Regions from separate parts of the Salmo salar genome. Here region 1 is linked to region 2. The links are chromatin contacts, called in public Hi-C maps. All regions are on one chromosome and are shown on one strand. The core of a region is the stretch at or near the end of the contact, and the rest is flanking DNA. Distances in the headings are between cores, read along the strand shown.

Region 1 (6,331 bases), core at 2,808-5,307, 170 kb after region 2:
ATCAGACTGTGTGTTCTACAGTTGAGTGTAGTCATTGAATCATCACTGTGTTGTATTGCTAACAGGTCTGTTAACCCTGTGCTGCAGGTCAGACAGCCTCCACCGTGGGCGAGGAGAGGAGGTTTAACCCCCGCCTGACCAAGAGCGTGGAAGAGTTTATGGACATCATGACCAACCTGAACCTCCCCAAGCCTGCTAAGATAGGTATCTCAGACAGTCCACCCTCTGCAGCGATTCTATTACAATAGAAGCTGTTATTGTGTATGATATATTATATTACTATAGGGCCTATTATTATCTAGATTATATGCAACTATTGTATTACAATAGAGTTATTATCAGTGGTCTTTCACCTCACTTAAACCTTATCACGGGAATGAGCATGACAGAGCTATCTGTGAAGAAATGGCAATATGTTACACATACTGCACTCTTTCAAACTGTCCTTCGATTTGATTACTTGTTAGTGTAAGCTCTTCTTAACTCACTGATAGAAACAAGATGTTGATTTGTTATTTCTCTCTCTGCCAGATATTGCGGTGCCTGCAAACCTGGTGTGTGGACTCCATGAGGTTTGAATGTCAAATCGATTTCAGGATTTCACTTTAAGCACTATTGGGAGGAAGAGGGAAATGATTTTCACCCAGCCACAACTTAATGTTGTATGTATTTTATTTCCAATTTGAACATGCATTCCTCCTTGTTTGCCTATGGGGGAAAAAAAGCAGTGGTCATGATTTGGTGGGTGTACAGATACTGAAATTGTATAGTAAAAGATGCATTAATGATAATTGAACATTGCCATGTACATTGTAACATTTTATAATACAATCTCCTGGAAAAATGTGAACATTAAGATGACCTAGGTTTATATTAAATCAAGATTGTTCAAATGTAAATGTCTGAATTAACGTTTCTTTGACTACACCTGTATAAATTGTAGAATTGCAGTGTAACTTATTGAAAATGCTCTTATACAATGAGGGAAAAAAATATTTGATCCCCTGCTGATTTTGTACATTTGCCCACTGACAAAGAAATGATCAGTCTATAATTTTAATGGTAGGTTTATTTGAACAGTGAGAGACAGAATAACAACAAAAAAATCCTGAAAAACGTATGTCAAAAATGTTATAAAATTATTTGCATTTTAATGTGGGAAATAAGTATTTGACCCCTCTGCAAAACATGACTTAGTACTTGGTGGCAAAACCCTTGTTGGCAATCACAGAGGTCAGACATTTCTTGTAGTTGGCCACCAGGTTTGCACACATCTCAGGAGGGATTTTGTCCCACTCCTCTTTGCAGATCTTCTCCAAGTCATTAAGGTTTCGAGGCTGACGTTTGGCAACTCGAACGTTCAGCTCCCTCCACAGATCTTCTATGGGATTACGGTGTGGAGACTGGCTAGGCCACTCCAGGACCTTAATGTGTTTCTTCTTGAGCCACTCCTTTGTTACCTTGGCTGTGTGTTTTGGGTCATTGTCATGCTGGAATATCCATCCACAACCCATTTTCAATGCCCTGGCTGAGGGAAGGAGGTTCTCACCCAAGATTTGACGGTACATGGCCCCGTCCATCGTCCCTTTGATGCGGTGAAGTTGTCCTGTCCCCTTAGCAGAAAAACACCCCCAAAGCATAATGTTTCCACCTCCATGTTTGACAGTGGGGATGGTGTTCTTGGGGTCATAGGCAGCATTCCTCCTCCTCCAAACACGGCGAGTTGATGCCAAAGAGCTCCATTTTGGTCTCATCTGACCACAACACTTTCACCCAGTTGTCCTCTGAATCATTCAGATGTTCATTGGCAATCTTCAGAGGGGCATGTATATGTGCTTTCTTGAGCAGGGGGACCTTGCAGGATTTCAGTCCTTCACGGCGTAGTGTGTTACCAATTGTTTTCTTGGTGACTATGGTCCCAGCTGCCTTGAGATCATTGACAAGATCCTCCCGTGTAGTTCTGGGCTGAATCCTCACCGTTCTCATGATCATTGCAACTCCACGAGGTGAGATCTTGCATGGAGCCCCAGGCCGAGGGAGATTGACAGTTCTTTTGTATTTCTTCCATTTGCGAATAATCGCACCAACTGTTGTCACCTTCTCACCAAGCTGCTTGGCGATGGTCTTGTAGCCCATTCCAGCCTTGTGTAGGTCTTCAATCTTGTCCCTGACATCCTTGGAGCTCTTTGGTCTTGGCCATGGTGGAGAGTTTGGAATCTGATTGATTGATTGCTTCTGTGGACAGGTGTCTTTTATACAGGTAACTAGCTGAGATTAGGAGCACTCCCTTTAAGAGTGTGCTCCTAATCTCAGCTCGTTACCTGTATAAAAGACACCTGGGAGCCAGAAATCTTTCTGATTGAGAGGGGGTCAAATACTTATTTCCCTCATTAAAATGCAAATCAATTTCTAACATTTTTGACATGTGTTTTTCTGGATTTTTTTGTTGTTATTCTGTCTCTCACTGTTCAAATAAACCTACCATTAAAATTATAGACTGATCATGTCTTTGTCAGTGGGCAAACGTACAACATCAGCAGGGTATCAAATACTTTTTTCCCTCACTGAAGAAGGTTCCGTTCATGGTTTAGTATTCATGAATGCTGACTGACACAATTGAGCTCTTCCACATGGCCTTTCCAGCATCCCCAAGTCAAGGCAATACACACACACACATCCTCTACACACACACAGTACTCTGACTGTTGCCAGCCATGGCCTTTTTGCATACCAGGAAAACCTAACTCTTCTATTTGCATTTGAAATCACTGTGGGCCAAGTTTCCATTGCGAGAGTCCAAAACTGGTCATTGCCATGCCTTTGTGTGCTTGTTTCTCTATCTGACTTCTATCTACCACTTAATTATCCGGTATCATCCTGTTATTCTCTCAGCCGCTTTATATAATACCATATTATAATGTCCTGAATACATCAACATAATCGGCTTAGCCTTAGGATTCCTCTTAGCTGTGTGTCTAGCCTAGTAGCATACTACATTCGTTTTTGTCCCACGGTCCATTGACTAGTCTACCTGGTAGACAGGTTTGGGGAGATGGGAGTGTCTGGCTCTGACTCAACCATGTCTCTGTCTCTGAACCTGCCTGATGATTTCATAATAATGGTCCACTGTGAGCTCATACTTCTCAGATACTTCTCAAAGGTACTGTATCCTTTCTTCTGTATGTAAATATTTGAGTATGGTTACTTGAGCAGTTCATGCCTTTGATGCTGTGACAAAAGTGACCGCTTGGTTTTGACTGCATTGAAAGACACCGGACACACCATGTGCGAAATGACTGAACTTTTAGGTTTCTACTGTACCCTTCGGATGGAAATAGAGAAGATGTATTCAAAGTGGGAAAAAAAGAAAGAACTAGAAGTCTGAAGAAAAGATGACATTGTGTTGTTGTCACATACATCTTCACACCACTTCATCTGCCAGCTGTCCCTGTCACCACTAGAGACAAACAGAACACCCATATTAGGCAACTCTTTTCTCACCTACCGACTGACAGAAACGCCCGCGTTCATTGTTTTGAAATGCACAGGGTGTAACCAGTGTTGCCATCACGCCTAAGCTATGTTTTATTTTGAACTTAAAAAAAAACAACATACATAGACAAACAATATGCAACTTAACATGTTGTGCCACAGTGTTTCGCCTGTGAAAAGGGCACTATTCTTTGACTTTGTTGTGCGTTTTTACAATTCACCAGCTGTTCGTTCACCCAGTCTGTACCCTGCCCCTTCCATCTGCTCTCTCTTTTACCCCATTCACTCTCTTTGCCCACTCACGGTCTGCTACCAACCCTGACTCCAGGCATTCTCTCTCACCCTGTCCACATGCCCTTGTTTAGGGGAAGACTGAGGGAATAATCTATGATTACACTATCAGCTCATTGAGACAGAACTGTTAAGGGGGCAGGGGCTGATAAAGGCCCTTGGGTATAGTAAAGAGAGTGGAGGAGAGATTTACGTGGCAGCTATTGATGCTTTCCAAGGGCCCTTGGCATTGAAAGTGATACAAGACCCGCGAGGTGTGTTGGCAGTGTGCCAGGCCAAACTGCTTTTGCTTTAGCCTATAGCGAGCCTATAACGAGGGCATTACAATGACAAAGCCATGTCGTCGCGGGAAATCCCAGAGCAAGAGTTCTCATTTCGGTGCGGAGCCCCCTAACAAACAGACCACAGAAACTGTGTAGTCAGTTAGTGACGCGCTCAGGCGCATTTTCACACCAACCTTGTGTCTGTTAGTGTGCCCGCCTCACATGCATTCCATTTCACCTGTTGACGACGACAGCTCACTACGATCTGTCATTTTCACTGGGAGTGATTTGAAAGGATTTAATCAAACCAGAGCGGAGAAAGGAAAATAGAGACATCAAAGGAATCCAGGCGGGATATGACAGCAAACAGAAACTCTGAAAGTTCTCTGGATATAGTTCGTATGATTGAAAGCGAAAGCGCGCGCCCGGTCCAAACCCATCACTTCTTTATTTAGTCACTGTTTTTATGAGCGTCTATTTTCTTCAAATTCAGCGTCAACAATACACGTTCCCCACAACAAAAACGCTTTTGAAGAGAGAACGGCATATTCTCAGGTAAGGCATTAGTTCTGTGTTTCTGTTCTGTGTCGCTGTAGTTTGATGCATTGTAGCTGGTGAATGATCGCGATTTGATAACACTAGGATTATTATTATTCCACAGTAGCTACCTACAGTGTTAATTATCTACTTAAAGTGGTCGTCTGTTTATAAATGGACTTCATTGGTGTCATGAGAAGGTATGATGTCACTTTGAACTTGACAGAGCATGTAAATAAATGGAACACAGAATCTCTATAATTGTTTACAGTACGCCACTAGGCTACTGTAGCCCACTTTCTAAACTATTTATATAAATAAACGGTAGGCCTATGCCATTTATATAAATTGACTATTTTAAATAATACAGCTATCATTAGTCTGTTAGTTCACACCAAGCCAAATAGCCTACTTTTTAAAAAACTATTTATGCAAATTGTGTACATGCTTTAACTTAAATAACAACTTTTCGGGGGGGTTTAGTCGTTTTTAAAATGTCAGAATGCTTGGCTGTATGATTATGAACATCCAGATACTCAAGATTCTATGACAACGTTCTATTTGATTACCCAATATTTGGGACTTTGTGCTTGAGGTAGTTAGATGGGCTAAACATGTCCTCCAGGCCTATAGCTTTTCAATGTGTCATTTTCACTGTGAAGATATGAGATGACCCGATGTGTTTCAGTTCAAACATGTTTTTCTTAATGTCCCAAACCTCCTTTCCCATGGCATCCTCAGTTTATGTAAACTCACATTTGTTTACCAGACTCTTCTGATATATGCTGTTTATCATTGTTTATCATTTCCATCGGGCGCATCGTGTAAACAAAGGAGAGGGGGAGTATAGGATGACGCTGACAAGAGGTGGAGAGAAAAGATTGCCTGGGTGGGTAGCCATCAGGGGAGTCGAGAGCACATATCTCTCTTCTGTGTTCAAATCTCTCCTTCTTTCTTTTTCTCTCACGCCCCCTTTTTTTTGGCTGCACTTGTACAGACATCTCTATATCTGGGAGCTAGCCTGTCATTAATGGGTCGTTATTTCGCTGACCTCAGAACGGAGAGATTTGCTCAGCCCACTGGAATCTCTGCTAATGTTGTTGAACTAGCATATATTCAAAGTCTGTGTAATTAGTGGTGTCTTCGGACCATTCCAGTCAATTTTGCAGTGTTGAAATATGCACAAGTCACATTTGCTGAATTTTTCTATTAATGCAGTGGTATCATAGTGTGATAATCTACTTTATTGGAGAAACAATTAGGCCTATAGGGTATCTTACTTGCTAATTAACATACAGGAAATACAACTAATCATCTTCCCTAACAATCAATGATCCTAGCTTGTATTTTAATCTTCAACCCTTTGGTCCCATAAAAACAAAAAAAATCTATTCCCCAACAGTAGCCAGTTGGCTCAGCTACAGTATCATTCTAGGAGTCTAACAATAGGCCTATCTGCCCTCACACCTAGAAGACAGTTAGTCATGATATCTCACCTCTCATCTGACAGACAAGAGCTGTCCAGCCTTGGTTGTATTCATTAGGTACCAAAGGGAAAAAAACTGACTGAAGTGGGGAGGGACTTCCTGGACTTATCCAATAAGAAACGCTCATGTTTGTTTTTAAAACATGTTTGGGTGCCCTAATGAATATGACCCTGGTTCCTCTCACCTGCTCTTTCTGCTCAGGCTGCAGTGTGGTAATGACAGTTTCTTCTCTCGGCCCATAGTCCCCCTGTAAACTAGAGA
Region 2 (6,575 bases), core at 3,172-5,671:
GGTTGTCTAGGTAACAGTTAAGGTTAATTTGTCTAGCGTGCTACTTCTAGATTTGGTAAAACGATAAACGACTGTCAAAATGTAAAAAAGAAAGCTAGCTAACAATGCATTGTCACTGTGTTGTGACAATGTATTGCAAATGTTAAGCTACATGTATAATCATCATTCAGGCGTCATCAGAGTGATTTAAAAACATAAAATCAACTAGGTGTCACAGCATCAGGACAGTTAGATAGTAGGCTAGCACTATCCAAGCCACCCCTATCAGATAGTTCCAAGGTAATACTTTTTTGTAAAGGAAGCCTAGCACCATATCTATTACCAGTTATTTCATACTACAGTCTGAGCACTCCTGCTTCAGCTGCACATAACTAGATCCCTGTAGCTGTCTCTCGATGCACTCGTTAAGCTATGTTTGTACCCTCCCCTGTCCCATATGCTGCCCCAACTTTTATCAGATGAAGGGTGGTGTGTGTCTGAGACACTGTCTGGGCCAGTCATGTATTTATGAGGTGACTAATATATATGGGCTGGACTTAAGACAGAATTTTGGCGTTTTAAATGGTTTATTTACAATGGCTGTTCAATACTATTGGGTTAGTGGCAGGCTTTCAAAAGTGTTCCAGAATTGGTTTGACTGCCTCACAAATTCAATTGGAAAGTTCTGAGAGCACACCTACATTGGGCCCACAGCAACTATTTCCGAGTGCACAGCGTCCCCACACTCAACTCTGGCACATTGACTGCATGCACTTCATGTCTCCAGCCTCTGTCTTTGTCTGTCTCTCTCTGACCCTTCTGAGTGACTATCCAGTAGTCACTTATGTTCATTAGGGCAAAGCTCTTTGAAACTGAATTAGCATTTCTTATTGGAGTTCAGGTAGTCCCACCCTTTTTCAGTCTGTTTTTTTCCCTGTTTGGTGCCTAATGAAGACAACCCTGCTCTCTCCCCTAGATCCGCGTGAAGCCCGACCACAGCGGGGTGGTGACAGATGGCGTCAAGCACTCCATGAACCCGTTCTGTGAGATCGCTGTGGAGGAGGCCGTCAAACTCAAGGAGAAGAAGTTCATCAAAGAGGTGGTGGCCGTCAGCTGTGGGCCCGCGCAAGTAACGGTAAGAGTGACGGAATGCTCTGACGACACCATTTTGAAGTCGGGTGTATTCAACGATGCAAAATATTTTCCTTATTCTACATGACATTATACATATCTGTTCTACTCAATTCATTTATATCTTAACGTCCTGTAGTTTTAGGCTTCATTTCTATCCGAACACTCTGTATCATTAGGCTACATCCTCCTTAACAGGCCTTCAATAGCTAACATTTGGAGGGAAGCTTTGGATCTTGTTTCTTCATTAGGATAGCGGTCATGAGTATGTTTTCATTCTATTGTAAGAAGGATTCTGCAGATGGTCACCTCCAACTTGATTGTGTTAATGATTGTATTATTCTGTCATTGTTCTCAGATGGTGTTCTTATATAATTTTGAGAACCCTACCGCTCAAGTGTTTGTATTTTGTGTGTGTGTGTGTGTAGGAGACCATCCGTACTGCACTGGCCATGGGGTGTGACCGCGGCATCCACGTGGAGGTCTCAGGAAAAGACTACGAGGCCATGGGACCCCTGCAGATCTCCAAGATCTTTGCTGCCCTAGCCAAGAAGGAGGAGGCCTCACTCGTCATTCTGGGCAAACAGGTCATCCGATGCAATAGATTGCGCCACTGCCACACCAATGCCAGTTGACTTTGAAATCGAACCTCATGATCTCATGTAATGCTCACTGATTGTGTTGGTATTTTTTGACAGGCCATTGATGATGACTGTAACCAGACAGGTCAGATGACGGCAGCCTTGTTAGACTGGCCTCAGGTCAGTAGTGGTTTCTTCTTGTTGTAACCCTTTTTCTCAGCAGGAATCACTAAACTGATCTCAGAGCATAGAGGCCTTGTTTACTGTTAACTGCTGACTTGGATACCATTGTAGTCCGGACCAGGACCTTTTCTCATGGTCTTTATAAGCATTAGCATATCGACGTAATGTCAGGTGAAGAGACCAGCTGAACTAGCAGGCCTTAGATTATGTCACTACAGTCAACACAGTCTGCACTGAAAAGTAGACCAAAGGCCAAATGAAGGGCAAAATTAGGGTGTATTTACATGGTTAAACCACCAGATGTCACACTTGGATTGCCTCGTGGCCTACAACGGGTTTGCAATTGTCAGGTAACATAGGAAAGAAGGCTTTGTTTTAGTTGTAAATTAATTTGATAATTTCAGATAATATTCAATCTCAATGTGGATTATGACATCTACTAAATGTAGGACCTCCCATTCTTGCAGGGCACATTTGCCTCTGAGGTGACCATCGATGGGGAAAAGGTGAAGGTGGTGAGGGAAATCGATGGTGGTCTAGAGACCATCAAAATCAGCATGCCAGCCGTCCTCACAGCAGACCTTCGACTCAACACCCCCAGATACGCCACCCTGCCAAACATCATGGTAATACACACAATGTACATTTCCTCACAAAGTGTACACACACACACACACACACACACACACACACACACACACACACACACACACACATAGCACTTTAATTTCTCATCTCCTTCTCCCTCCACCTCCCAGAAAGCCAAGAAGAAGAAGATAGCCAACATGAAACCAGCAGACCTGGGGGTGGACATGGTGTCGCGAATGGAGGTGTTGAGCGTGGACGAACCCCCAACGAGACTGGCCGGAGTGAAGGTGGAGACGGTGGATGACCTGGTCGCCAAACTCAAGGCTAACGGAACAATCTAGAGGCCCTGTGGGAGCCAAAGGGAGAGTGCAGGGGACACAGGGGTGAGTCTCAATACCTAAAAATAGTATGACTGTTTGAGATAGTATTTGTAACCCATTAGAAAATGTCAGAGCACTGATGAATTTCATGTTCATGTAACAACTGTGAATGGTGAGAGAAATTTTCATTTTTGGGGAATCTGCTTCTTCCACCAAATTGCCTCAACTGTAAATGCAGACCTTTGCCATAGTGTGCTGTACTTGACCAAGCTCAGTGTTTCTGTTTCTATTTGGCTGTAATATGTAATTTCCCCCTTTCATTTTGCAGGTCTCTGTTTGAGAGATGTAACAAAGTAATTTAGCAAACATGGAGGACTGGTTGCATAAGGCAGAACCCATCGCCACCCGGCCCTCTGTGTTTAACTCTGACTTCCATGATAGTAGCCTACTGACCTGGAATAAAGAGATACTGAGAAACACTGTCCTATAGGAACCCACACAGCCCAGAGGGTGAAGAAGAAGAGGGTCTGTTGTTATTGTGCAATTTAATTCACATGGTACATCTGTATTGTAATTAATGTATCTTCTCTGTGAGTAGAGGTAACTAGGTATGGAGGACCTAGACTCAAAAAATGCACAACTTCCAAGCCAGTAATATAAGTCAGTAACTTTCTTTCACCCATGTTTCTGTATGTGTTGCACTATACATTTAAGAGTGTCACAATAACATTTTCATCTGTAACATGGACCTATGAAAACCCTACATTGACACATCTGGGCTATGCAGTTTGAGTTGGATGCTATGTGTAAATAAGAACCCAAAGTTGCCGAGCTGAATGTGCATTCAGGGTTCGTGATATGTCTACTGACTTGGTTTGTATAAAGTTTATATAAATATCATTATTTCTGGGTTGGGTGGCAGCTCTGGTTGGACAGTGTCTCTCAGTAGATGTGGGAAAATGATTAAAAAGAACACACGCAAAGTTGACTCTTTACCATAAGCGCCTCTTCTGTTTAGATTGTACAGCATCCTACCATAACAATAAAGGTATCTTTCATATCTACATCTGCTGTTTTCCACTGTCATTCTATGTTGTATTTTGTCTTTCCACATCATTATTTTGGTTTTAAGATAGTCTCTTGAGTAGCGTGAACCAGGGGGCTGTTCAAAGCCACGACGAAGTCTGCTCAAAACAAAAGTTGTGCAGCCTAGGCTAGTGGTACATTGGAGTAATTAGTGGGATTCTGTTTTTATATGCAAAAGTGATTGCTTTTGATAAAATTGCCTTCCCAATGAAAAAAGCTTGTTTGATAATTCCAAATAACATTATTTTATGGAAAAGAGATGTATGTTTCTAGATGGTGCACTGTGCTGCTTTGATGACAACCTGACCATGCGGCATAGATTACTGTTCGATTTGAGAAGGGTGCTCCTCCCTCTGCTTTTGCCCGTTCACGTCACGGGCCATTGACGGGTGCACTGCAGCTCAGGTTAATATAACTCCCTCAATGGAACTATACTATTTCAGTGGTAACCAATAACTGGAATAGCTGTGTGTGATTGGCCCACTCCTCATTCCTTGGGACCAGATACCAAGGTTGTGTCCAGAGAGGAAGAGGCCAAACTCGGCGGGATATCTTTCTCCCTCCAGCAGGTGGCGTTTTTGTATTGAGGTTAATGAGTATCGAATTTGGTCAACAACAAATTATGGTTTATTTGCTACGTGAGGTGTATTTGATCAAATAGAAGTTACAAATCTTAAATTATTACGAGTGTACCGATAAGTAGGAAACGCGACACCCCGGAAACTTTGAGAAGAAAAAAAAAACACTTTAAATCGGAGTTGTCTCAATGGCTGGCTATTCATGGCATGAAGCTAGTAGCATAGCGTTCCCATTGAATACAGGGCGGTTGACGTCAACAACCCTCCTCGAATATTCAAAAGAGATCACATGATTGAGATGTATTCACCAATCCAAAGAAAGGATAGGCGAGAGCTAAGCAGCCCAGCCGTGTTGCTTTGTGAACAACAACTCCGGTTGTTAAGGCGGGGAGATCGTTGGTTTCTCCCGGAGGACAAGTGCAATAGGTGATGGAAATAATGCAGTCCAACCGGTTACCTTTCATTAATCGGGTCATTCTGTTACAATAGACCTGAAACACTGGTAAATCACCAGCCTACACCTTTTTATTTTGTGTCAACGTCAAGGTGACTGCCCAATAAATCATATTCCTGTTTGGTTGAATATGCCATCCTAGACTAGTTTACCTGTAGATATTGCTATAGTAAAGGACTGTCCCACCTCAAAGCTCAACAAGCAGTCACTTTTGCATTGTTTATTGAAAGTTTGCCTGTAAAAGTAAAGCCCACGTTTACCAATATTTTACCAATCAAGGCTTTGACATCGACACAGGTGAATTGCTCTCGAATCTTGATAACAGATAACCCGGACAGCTCGACAGTGAAGCAAGGTTGAGCGCAACAGAGGACACAACGCAGGAGCGATTGTATTACATCAGTTGTCCATCGAACTTTCACAAGGACTCTAACCAGATTTTTTTTTGTGGTATCTTAATAGAAAGCTAAAATGTGGAATATTTTTATGTGAAAGCTGTGGGAAATTTATGGTTTCGGATTTCTTGGATTCCTCTTTGAAGTAAAAAAAAAATATGTCCTCGCACCAGTTTGGTGTCCACAAATGGCACATTTTTAAGTTGACTCTATTGATATTTGTGATTGGAGGTAAGTTTCAATTTATCATGCTGTTTAATTTTGTATGTCACGTGCCAATAAACAAAACTACCCTGCTTTATATAGGTCTACACCAAACAAATTATTATTGATTCACCTAATTAACTTCGCAATAAATTGTGACCATATAGAATGTATCACGAGATGATTGAGATCCTATTTTTGTGTAGGATTTAGTTACAATTTGTGACCCTTAATCAACTTTGTAGTAATGTTAACATTTCCATTCATTATTTGCTTCATCATGATCAACTACAGGTGTAAACTGTGATTTGACCATCTCTCCCCTGGGACCCTCACTGCTCAACACCACTGTTGGCAGCAATGTGACTCTGGTAGTGACCATCAGTGGTGCACCTGACCCTGTGGTCACATGGAATATGGGGAGTTTACCTGTGGTTACCTGGACCCTTGGCTCCAGTGTTGCACCAGACATAGCCATCATTCACCGTAATGTGCTGAAGATTGAGACCGATGGGTCCCTCACCTTCCGAAATGTGTCATTTCTCTACAGTAACACCTACACTGTGGAGATAGTCAAGTCTGGATTAAAAACTGTCTCAGCCACATTTGTGCTGAAGGTCTATGGTGAGTATTGGGCATTTGGTGCCAGTTTCCCAGACCCAGAAAAATCATATTCCTTTACTAAAAAGCAGTTTCAATAGATATTCTCCTTTGAGCACACCTTTTATTTGAATATTACACATTTTAGTTGAATTTTAGACTTCATGTAGAGTTTGGTCATGTTAGGATCACATGTAAGTTTCTTTTACCCGTTCAAGGAATTATGTAGCTACATTGACCTCCTCACCATGGAGAAGCAATATGGTTTGTCCATCCATCTGTGTCCTTTACCCCAACTGTTGCTCTCCTTTCTGCTTTTAGACTACATCCAGAACGTGTCTGTGAACACAGAGCCTGCCAATGCCATAGAGGGAGCCGAAAAGTTCTCTTTGCAGTATAGCACACTGCAGGGTGAGGCCGACCAGTGCAGGTGGTACTTTAAGGGTGTGGAGGTACAGAACAACTCTCACTACACA

Evidence for each region. A called contact is a pair of places that touch in the nucleus more often than the background predicts.
Region 1: a Hi-C map of muscle shows a contact between it and region 2, with 2.5 times the contacts expected there. The contact joins the promoter of LOC106605167 here to the promoter of vsig10l in region 2. A contact is called at or near these places in 2 of 3 Hi-C or Micro-C datasets (gill and muscle).

The regions. Positions count from the first base shown.
Region 1 is chrssa05:56,185,798-56,192,128 of Ssal_v3.1, forward strand. LOC106605167 (pleckstrin homology-like domain family B member 3) reads left to right here and starts at 4,058. Exons shown (of 15, transcript XM_014200542.2): 1 at 4,058-4,601. LOC106605166 (persulfide dioxygenase ETHE1, mitochondrial) reads left to right here. Exons shown (of 7, transcript XM_014200541.2): 6 at 88-204; 7 at 532-899. The coding sequence ends at 578.
Region 2 is chrssa05:56,014,916-56,021,490 of Ssal_v3.1, forward strand. It overlaps vsig10l (V-set and immunoglobulin domain containing 10 like), which reads left to right and starts at 4,422. Exons shown (of 12, transcript XM_014200533.2): 1 at 4,422-5,526; 2 at 5,794-6,123; 3 at 6,421-6,575. The coding sequence starts at 5,454. It overlaps LOC106605159 (electron transfer flavoprotein subunit beta), which reads left to right. Exons shown (of 7, transcript XM_014200530.2): 2 at 956-1,114; 3 at 1,539-1,697; 4 at 1,809-1,871; 5 at 2,342-2,500; 6 at 2,633-2,845; 7 at 3,111-3,848. The coding sequence ends at 2,803.